Linked DNA regions of Sus scrofa: region 1 is linked to region 2. Evidence: chromatin contacts called from public Hi-C data. All regions are on one chromosome and are shown on one strand. The core of a region is the stretch at or near the end of the contact, and the rest is flanking DNA. Distances in the headings are between cores, read along the strand shown.

Evidence for each region. Hi-C and Micro-C count contacts between places; a contact is called where the count stands out from the background.
Region 1: a contact with region 2 is called in a Hi-C map of blood, with 2.1 times the contacts expected there. The contact joins the enhancer-like site here to the promoter of DOCK5 in region 2. A contact is called at or near these places in 4 of 47 Hi-C or Micro-C datasets (blood, embryonic fibroblasts, fetal heart ventricle and 1 more).

What each region holds. Positions count from the first base shown.
Region 1 is chr14:9,337,490-9,342,128 of Sscrofa11.1, forward strand. DOCK5 (dedicator of cytokinesis protein 5) reads left to right here. Exons shown (of 52, transcript XM_021073736.1): 16 at 994-1,066; 17 at 1,920-2,023; 18 at 3,195-3,378. Among named protein-coding and RNA genes, the nearest start is that of GNRH1, 110 kb to the right of the region's middle. Within about 2 kb of position 2,377, at least 4 of the 83 cell types and tissues checked have an H3K27ac peak or open chromatin away from gene starts, as enhancers often do.
Region 2 is chr14:9,194,202-9,199,002 of Sscrofa11.1, forward strand. It overlaps DOCK5 (dedicator of cytokinesis protein 5), which reads left to right and starts at 3,079. Exons shown (of 52, transcript XM_021073736.1): 1 at 3,079-3,351. The coding sequence starts at 3,309.

The DNA.
Region 1 (4,639 bases), core at 1,127-3,626, 140 kb after region 2:
CTGATTGTCCAAGTGTCATGAGCTATCCATACAACAGTTAAAAAAAAAAAAAATTTGCAGGAGTTCTCTTCATAGCTCAGCAGAAACGAATCCGACTAGGAACCATGAAATTGTGGGTTTGATCCCTGTTCTCACTCAGTGGGTTAAGGATCCAGTGTTGCCGTGAGCTGTGGTGTAGGCTGCAGACGCTGCTCGGATCTGGTGTTGCTATAGCTCTGGCGTAGGCCGGCAGCTACAGCTCAGACTAGACCCCTAGCATGGGAATCTCCGTATGCCACATGTGCGGCCCTTGAAAGACAAAAGACAAAAAAGAAAAGAAATTGGCACTATTACCTCAATTCGGAAGTAACCATCTTCTACAGTTTTATATATTTCATATGTTCTGAATCATGCTGTTTGTACAAATTTATAGTGTGCCTTTTCAAACTACTTCTCTTGAGGCATTGGAAGTTCTTCAGAAATGTATTTTTAGATACTTGCAAAATATTCCATTATACAATCATGGCATGATTATATAATACAATCATTAAACTGTTGGCCGTAATTTCTCTGCTCTTTTCATTGCCCATGCCTTGGTTTTCCCTGCCCTTTCTATGTATATAAGCAACAAAAACAGGCCTCCTTGTCCCCAGTGTTCTATCTTTTCCTTCTTTAGAGGCCCTAATTATTACCATATGAATATACACCTTGCAGTCTGAAAGGTTCCACATAGACCTGAAAGTACCAACCTTTTCCCTCTGAACTATTTCCTGTTTCCCACCTGAGAAAGTCCTGGGACTGTGTGACATCTCCATTTTCAGAATCGATGATAGTCAGCAAAGATGAATGTTTCTTGAGATGCTTTGAATTTTGAAAATCGCTCAGTGTCCTTTGAAGGAAACCCTGCCCTATTTCTCACTCAATAGAAATTAGTCCTGCGACCAGATGCTACAGTGAGCTCTGAGTACGAAGGCCTGTGCTGATATAAACTCTTCCTTTCTTACGATTGTTCAGGTATCCATTGCTATAGAAGAGGTCACACGCTGTCATATAAGATTTACCTTCCGACACAGGTCGTCTCAGGAATGTAAGTAATAGGGGATCTTTGACTATTTTCATCCAAAAAATATTATCTCCTGCTTGGCAGTGCTTTTTGTGGGTCTGGAGAACAGGATACGTGGCACCTTTATATCAAGAGCCATTGGTGCTAAGGAAATCCAAGGAATGACTTATTCTAGGCTGGGAGATCTGTGTTTATCCTTCTATATCTGAATTTCTTGTGGGGAGATGGGGGAGAGTGAGGGTGGCCTGGACTCAGGTGGGAACAGCAGGGGTGGAGCGAAAGGGCATGGGTGCCAGAGGCCCTGGGGATGCAGAGTTGGTGTCGGGGGAATCATTGTCAACACCCCCAGTTCTTTTTTTTTTTGTCTTTTTAGGGCCACTGCACCCATGGCATATAGAGGTTCCGAGGCTAGGGGTCGAATTGGAGCTACAGGTGCTGGCCTATGCCACAGCTCACAGCAACGCCAGATCCTTAACCCACTGAGCGTCAGGGATCCAACTCTCAGCCTCATGGTTCCTAGTTGGATTCGTTTCCACTGCGCCACGACGGGAACTCCTGTTTTTTTTTTTTTATGTTTGTTTGTTTTTTTCGTTGGTTTTTTTAAACACCCTCAGTTCTGATTTGAATGATTGAGTGGACTCAGAGATGTAGGAAGAGGAGCTCACTTGGGGGCACCAGAAGATTTCAGTTAGGGAGCTGTTTCCTTTGAGAGCCTGTGCCGTGCACATTGCATGGGGCTTATTGGAGCTCCCTGAATTGTGCTGATGACAGTGTGTTTGCACACGAGCCCCCAGAGCAAAATGTGCCATCAGCTCTCAGAGCCATCACCGCCTGGTATCCCTTTGCCCTGCTCAGACACGTATTCCTGTCTTTTCAGCCAGAGATAAATCAGAGCGCGCCTTTGGGGTGGCCTTCGTGAAGCTGATGAACCCGGATGGCACCACTCTGCAGGATGGGAGGCACGATCTGGTGGTTTATAAGGTGGTGCGAAAGAAAGAGGCTCAGAATATTGCTGAGGACATATTTACTCTCTCCAAAACCGGTTCTGAAAACTCCTTTCAGACTTATATATATATACATATTGACAGCTTCTCTAGGCCTGTACACGTTTGCCCCTTCAAGTCTAGAGCCCTAGAGCATTGTGGTCACACTAGCTCCGTGGCCTCGCATCCCCTTTCTGGAAAGAGCATGTTGCATTAGCACGTGGACTCCTCAAGGACAGACCCTCCCTCTCCCGCACATGGGTCCGTGCAGGTGAACAGTTGAGGGCTGCCGCCAGCCTTCTGCTCTCTGTCTCGCCCTGCAGTGGAGTGTTGATGGTTGCGCTGCTGGGCTGGGTTAGTGTGGTGGGTGTGGCAGGATGTGGTTTTCATATCAGCTCAAGGCAGGCACCCTGTCTCTGCCACGGGGCCCCCTTTCCTTTCCTGTCAGTTTGGTCCTTGTACTCCCCTCTAACTGTTGCAGAGCTGTCACTTCCACTGAGATTTTAGCCAAGGAAGTAGATGCTGGGAAGATCTCATTTGTCCAACAATATCCAGGAGGCTTTTCACACAGATGGGTAGCTTTCTTGAGATGAATGTACCTGGTGTGTCTTTCCCTTCATGGCTCCTTGGCTCATAAATAACGTTAGAAGGCATGGCAAGCTCTTTTTTCTCAATGGACCCAATGAGGTGTAATTGTGACCATGTACACAATCAAGAAAACAAAATCCCTGTGTAGCCCTGGGAACTACGTCTAGTCACTTATGATGGAGCATGATAATGTGCGAAAGTAGAGTGTGTACATGGATGTGTAACTGGGTCACCGTGCTGTACAGTAGGAAAAAAATTATATTGGGGAAATAACTTAAAAAAAAGAGAAAAGAAAAGAAAATCCATCCTTATTCTTTGTTATGTTTATTTATGTAGGTAGACCAGAGACTAGGATATTGATTTCTAGTGCATAACTTACTCCACTTTCATTCAGTATTGAAATTATTTCCACGCCCAGACTCCGGAAAGGTATGAATGTGTCTCAGAGTTGGAAGGGATCTCATTGAAGGAAACTTCATTTCTCATGTTGAAAATGCCCTGCACTCAGGGTAGATACTTTTCTATCTCCACGTAAGAGATTTTGTCCCTGCTTTGGGATTCCCAACATGCTCCCTTTACAGGGTGACAACAAGAAAATGGAAGATGCCAAGTTCTACCTGAGCCTGCCTGGAACCAAGGCAGAGATGGAAGAAAAGGAGCTCCAAGCATCCAAAGCCTTAGCCAACTTTACACCAACCAAGGATAGCACAAAAGATAGCTTTCAGATCGCCACACTCATCTGCTCTACAAAGCTCACCCAGAACGGTAGGCGTGATGACCTGAGTGACACCAGCATTGGGTTTTCTCTTTGGTTTCCATGGATTTCTTTGTTAGCCTTGGGGCACTGGACCCTGTGCGGGGCTGTCTTCTGAGGTGCAGTTCTGGGCAGTCTGGATTCTGCACTCAGCTCTTCATGAACTCCACTGTCGTGCCCTATGATGTTGATAATAAGAGGAGGACACTGGTCCTGGCAGAGGAATGTCAGTCTCCTGCCTAAGCAGGTGTGGCCAAGAGCAGGGAGGGTTTCCCATTAGCCTTCCATCTTTCCCCCTACAGATTCTTCTTTCCCAATCTTTCCCAAGTGGTCAGAGATTTTCCATAAAATCAGCTCAACAGTTCAAATGGGGCATCATTTTGTCCTTTCTTGAAATCTGATAGCAATAAAAAGTTAAAAACTTCTTGTGAGTGTATCAGGGCATGTGATGGCCAATCACAGCTTCTTACTCTTTTAACCTATGTAATATTTAAGGAATCCTACTGAATAAAGAGATCCAAGAATTGGCTGCTTAGGGGACTTGCTTTAGAAATCCTGTACTCCCTGTTCTGTGTAGAGGATTGGTCCCTTTGACCTCTGAGAAGATTTGGGGGAGGTACCTGCAAGGGGCTTGGCCTTAGAGAAGTGACAAGGTAGACAAAACAGCTTAAATGTAAGGTACACTCAAGAATCAGAAAAATGGTTGATTTTTAGAAGGGCTCTGTGTTGGTTGTTTTGATGAATCATGGTCAGGTAGAGAATACGGGTAGTATTTCCACTTGGACAAGTGGCTGGACTCAACAGAGTGAGGTTCAGATCTGCTCCATATGGGAAAGTAAAAACATACCAAAGATTAAGCCAAAAGGAAGGCAAAATCATGGAGACCTGAGAAGGTCTGTGGTTACAGAATGCTGGGGGAGAGAGGGACAGTGGAAGAGGCAGGCACAGGGGACTTTTAGGGCAGTAAAACTATATACTTTAGGAGTTCCCATTGTGGCACAGCAGAAACGAATCCAGCCAGTAACTATGAGGTTGCGGGTCGATCCTTGGCCTCGCTCAGTGGGTTTAAGGATCTGGCATTGCCCTGAGCTGTGGTGTAGGTCGCAGACATGGCTCAGATCCTGCGTTGCTGTGGTGTGGTATAGACCAGCAGCTGTAGCTCCGATTCATCCCCTCGCCTGGAAGCCTCTATATGCCACGGGTACAGCCCTAAAAAGACAAAAAAAATTTAATGTTATTAAATGATGAAATATGTGCAGTTGCCAAATATTA
Region 2 (4,801 bases), core at 1,829-4,328:
CTGGGTCAAAATTCTCCCAACTTTCCTCTTAGCAATTTATAAAGTCCTCACTGTGCCTTTCATGGTCCTGTTTTATTGGCTCACACTGTGCCTCTTGGAACAGGTTTCCCCCCCATACTCTGCCCCTTGCTCATGCCTTTCACCATCCAGCATCCTTGCTGCTTTTGGAACTTGCCAAACACGCCTTTCAGCTTTTGTGTTTGCTGTTCCTGGTGTCCAGAATACTTTCCTCTGAAATCCTCACTTGCTTCAGATCTATCTTTCTTTCTTTCTTTTTCTTTCTTCCTTCCTTCCTTTCTTTCTTTTCCTTCTTTTTCTTTTTAGGGCTGTACTCAAGGCACATGGAAGTTTCCAGGCTAGGGATCAAATTGAGCTACAGCTACTGGCCACAGCCACAGCCACAGCAACTCAAGATCCAAGCTGCGTATGCAACCTACACCACAGCTCATGGCAATGCCAGCTCCTTAACCTACTGAGAGAGGCCAGGGATCAAACTCGGGTCCTCATGGATGCTAGTTGGGTTCATTACCACTGAGCCACGACAGGAACTCCCATATCTATATTTCAGTGTCACTTTTTAAGAGATTCCTTCCCAGATCACTTGATATAAAACTGCAACACCGGAGTTCATGTCGTGGCTCAGTGGTTAATGAATCCGACTAGGCACGATGAGGTTGCAGGTTTGATCCCTGGCCTTGCTCAGTGGATTAAGGATCCAGCGTTGCTGTGAGCTGTGTTGTAGGTCGAGGATGCGGCTCAGATCTGGCGTTGCTGTGGCTCCAGTTAGACCACTAGCCTAGGAACCTCCATATGCCGCAAGCGTGGCCCTAGAAAATGCAAAAAGAGAAAAAAAAAAAAAAGAAATAAAACTGCAACACCCTCCACACATCTGATCCTTACTTTGGATTTTCCTCTACAGGCTAAGCCTCATTTGGCATAATTTGTTTATTGTCCTACTCTCCTCTCTAGACTCCAAGCTCTATGAAGGTGGGGATTTTACTTTATACCCTGCTGTGCCTGCATTCTTAGAGCAATGCCTGATACCTAGTAGGCACTTAAATATTTGTGGAAAGAAGAAATTACCTAACCTGGAAAGTTAGGTTAATCATGAGGTCATCGGCAGAGGAAGATAAATTTTTGAGGGGATGGCAGATGGTAGAATTCCTTCTCAATATTAGGTCTAAAGGGTGTGGCATATGGAAGTTGCCAGCCCAGGGGTCTAATTGGAGCTGCAGCTGTGGCCTATGCCACAGCCACCTTAATGCCAGATCCTTAACCCACTGAGTGAGGCCAGGGATGGAACCCGCATCCTCACAGAGACAGTGTTCTGTCTTTACTGCTAAGCCAGAATGGGAACTCCTAAAGGAACAGATTTCTCAAATTATTATTACATTTGGTGAATAAATACCCTATTTGTTGACAGAGGAAAAAGGAAGCCTTTGGAGTGAACTTTTTTTTTTTTTTAGTTTTATTGAAGTATAGTTGATTTACAATGTTATGATAATTTGGGCGTACAACAAAGTGATTCAGTTCTACCTATACAACCCATCCATTTGTTTTTCAGATTCTTTTCCCATATAGATATCGGAGAATATTGAGTAGAGCTCTCTGTGTATATAGCAGTTTGCTATTGGCCAATCACACCATATACCCCTGTGTGCATACCCAATCCCAAACCCTTAAGTCTACAGGGACCAGTTTCTTAAACCATCATTACACTTGATGAATAAATACCTATTTGTTGATGGAGAAGAAAGGAAGCCCTAGGAATGACGCACCATGAACAAGACCTTTAAAAAAAATTCAGAACTGACTTTGCGAGAAGTGACCAAAGGTAAAATGCACTAAGTCTTCAATGATATTTCACTGTTCAACTACATGTTTATTTCATTTCGTTTCCTTTCATGTTCCAGATAGGCAAGAAAACCTTCACAGACTGCAAGAACCAAACAATTTATTTCAAGAGGCATGTTCTCAGATGGTGAACTTAAATCAGCTGGTCAGTTACTCTGAGATTTTACTTCTCTGGGCCAGGTAGCAAGCGCCCCACCTCCACCTGGATTCAGAGCCTATCTTCTTCATTCTCGAGGTCCACAGGAGGAAGTGAGTTCCAGAAGTTTCAGAGGATACAAAAGGAGTTAAGGGCAGGTCAGATGAACAGTCCCTGCATTTGCCTCTTTGTCCAAACAATACAGCCAGTGAATGCACGTGCCTGATCCTCCTCTCCTCAGGGATGCTCAACAGCTGGGCTGTTGGAAAAGTGAAGTCTTGGGGCGGACTGTTGCCTTGAGCATGAGGGTCTGAATTTCTTCAGCTGGGTCTCAATATCTTCAGCTGGGGAGGAGTCTCGGTGTTTCCGGGGCACAGGATTTCCAAGTCGGGGCTTTCTAACTAATTTTTCCCACAGAGGCACCCCTAGGAAACTACTTGATACGAAGGAGTCCGGCTCCCTTGCATCAGTTCTCTATTTACCAGAAGGCAAATGTTCCGGCTTTGAAGGCAATAAACGGTGGCCCCAGGAGATCATGTCTGCTCTGGAGTCCGGCTTCCTGCTCTCGTGGTGTCAGGGAAAGCTCTAGGAGGTGAACGCAGCAGTCAACTGCTCATTCATTCAACAAATATTTACTGCGCTCCCGCTGAGTACCGGGCACCGTCGGTGCCCCGAGGGCGAGAAGCAACTCATCCTAGATCCTAGTTCCTATTAACTCATCCTAGGTCCCCTAGATGCTCAGGCGTGCGGGGGGAGCGGACCCCACACTCCTTGGGAGAGCCTCCAGCGCAGCCCTCCCGACGCCCGCGGCGGGGAACCCGCCCCCCGGGATCCAGCCTCCCGGGCTTAGTCCGGGTGGGGAAGGCGGGAGTGAAAAAGCAAAACACAGAAAGGAAAAAACTGGACCCCAGGCTGTGCTGGGAAACTGCTCCCGGGAAGTGCGCTAGGCGGAGCCGGCCCCGGCCCGGGAGAGCGCGGAGCCCGGGGCGGGCGGGAGAGGCCGGGAGCCGGCGGGTCGGGGCGCGGAGGCGGCCTCGGCGGGAGGAGGGCGCGGCCGGCGGGAGGGGCCGGGGCGGCGCCGGGAGGGACGCGCACGGCGGCGCGGCCGCCTGGCCCAGCAGGTGACCGCGGGCCGGGGCTGGAGCCGGAGCGGATAGCCGGCGGCGCGGCGGGGAGACGGCGCGCGGGGCCGGGCGAAGTTTGCCGGAACATGGCGGAAGAGCCTGGGGCGCGCAGGAGCGCGGCGCGGCGGCGTCCGGAGCCCCGGGAGTTGTAGCCGCCGTAGCCGCAGCAGCCGCCGCGGGGCGAGGTCGCCGCCATGGCCCGTTGGATCCCGACCAAGAGGCAGAAGTACGGGGTTGGTGAGTGTTTGCCCCACCCTGCCCCCGACCCGGCCGCCGCCAAGTTAGCGCGAGCGGCCCTGCCCGGCGAAAAGTTGGGCGGCGGACGCCGGGCCAGAAGGTGCGCGCCTTCCCGGGACCGGGATCCGGCTCCCGCTGCCCGCGGGGGCGCGGGGAGGGCTCTGCTCCGGCTGCAGCCACCCCGGGGGCGGTGGGAGTCGGAACCCTCCCCGGGAGCCCCGTGTGGGAATTCATGCTGGCTTTGGGGGATCCGTATGGTTAAAAGGCAATCGTGCTCCGGAACTGGCAGTCCTGTCCCCCGAACCCAAAGCTGCAGCACTTTGCAGGGCAGAAACGTGCAAAACCCGGGCACCCAGTTCTGGTGCTCGTCCCCCTCCTCCCGGGCCGTGTGGTTTCATTCAGTACTTTGTAACCAGCGGAGGCCGGCAGAACGCGAGATCTGCTGGCTGCCCCAGTGCTTTCTGCCTTCCCTCTTAGGTTCTCTCGGAAGCCCGAAGTGAGGTGCTGGGGGTGGGCAGCCGCCCTCCTCTCCTTCCTCCCAGGCACTCCGATCCTGAGAGCAGTTGTTAACTGAACGCGAAACTCTAGGGGTGGTGTGGTGGTGATGGAAACGGCAGGAAGTGTGTGGCTTGGGAACGGGGGTGGCTGGCCCCCGGGGCTGGTTGTGCAGATACTCGTCCCCTACCAGAGTGTGTGTGGAGAGGGTTTCAGAACTGCCTTGTGATTCCCGATTCCGCTGTGGGATAAGACGAAGCCTTAGGAAAACTGTGACAGGTCCCGGGCTAGGCACTTGGCATTCATTACAGCGGTGCTGGAAGGCCCCGGGACGTGCAGAGGATTGATTGCTTTTCTGTTAGTTTCGATCCGAAACAGCGGCTGGGCGGGGTTTTGAACCAGGTGAAAAACCTTGGTCCTTCCACTAGTTAGCGAGGAATGAGGTTGCTAAGGTCTTGTGGGAGAGAGCTCTGCCTTTAGCCGGGCGATTACAATGGCCGTTAGGCTTGGGTGAGATTCCCTAGGATAAACACAGTTGTGTGGGTTGAGACTTTTATCACTTCCTCTCCAGGTCATTCATTGGGCTTGTTTGTAATTTAGTCGTCTGCTCCTCTCCCATGCTGCCCCCATTTTTTTTTTTTCTCACCTTAGTGGTTACTGGGGAGGGGGTCCCTAAACCTATTCTATGCTTCGTGACCACTGTGTCAGTTTCAGAGATACTAGCATCTCTAGGTACTTTTTAACTCTGTATCCCTGAGTCAGTTACAAAAAACCAACTAACCCTCTCATATGTATTACTTTTGGATTGTGTTCCTTTATAAATAAGCAGATATGTGTGTATATAATAATGTGCATATAAGTACCTCTTTTTCCTCTGCTGCAGAAATTTTTTTCCTTTAAATTTCTTAGAGAATTCTTGCAGTCTTCTATGGGTATAACTCAGAAATGAGTGGAT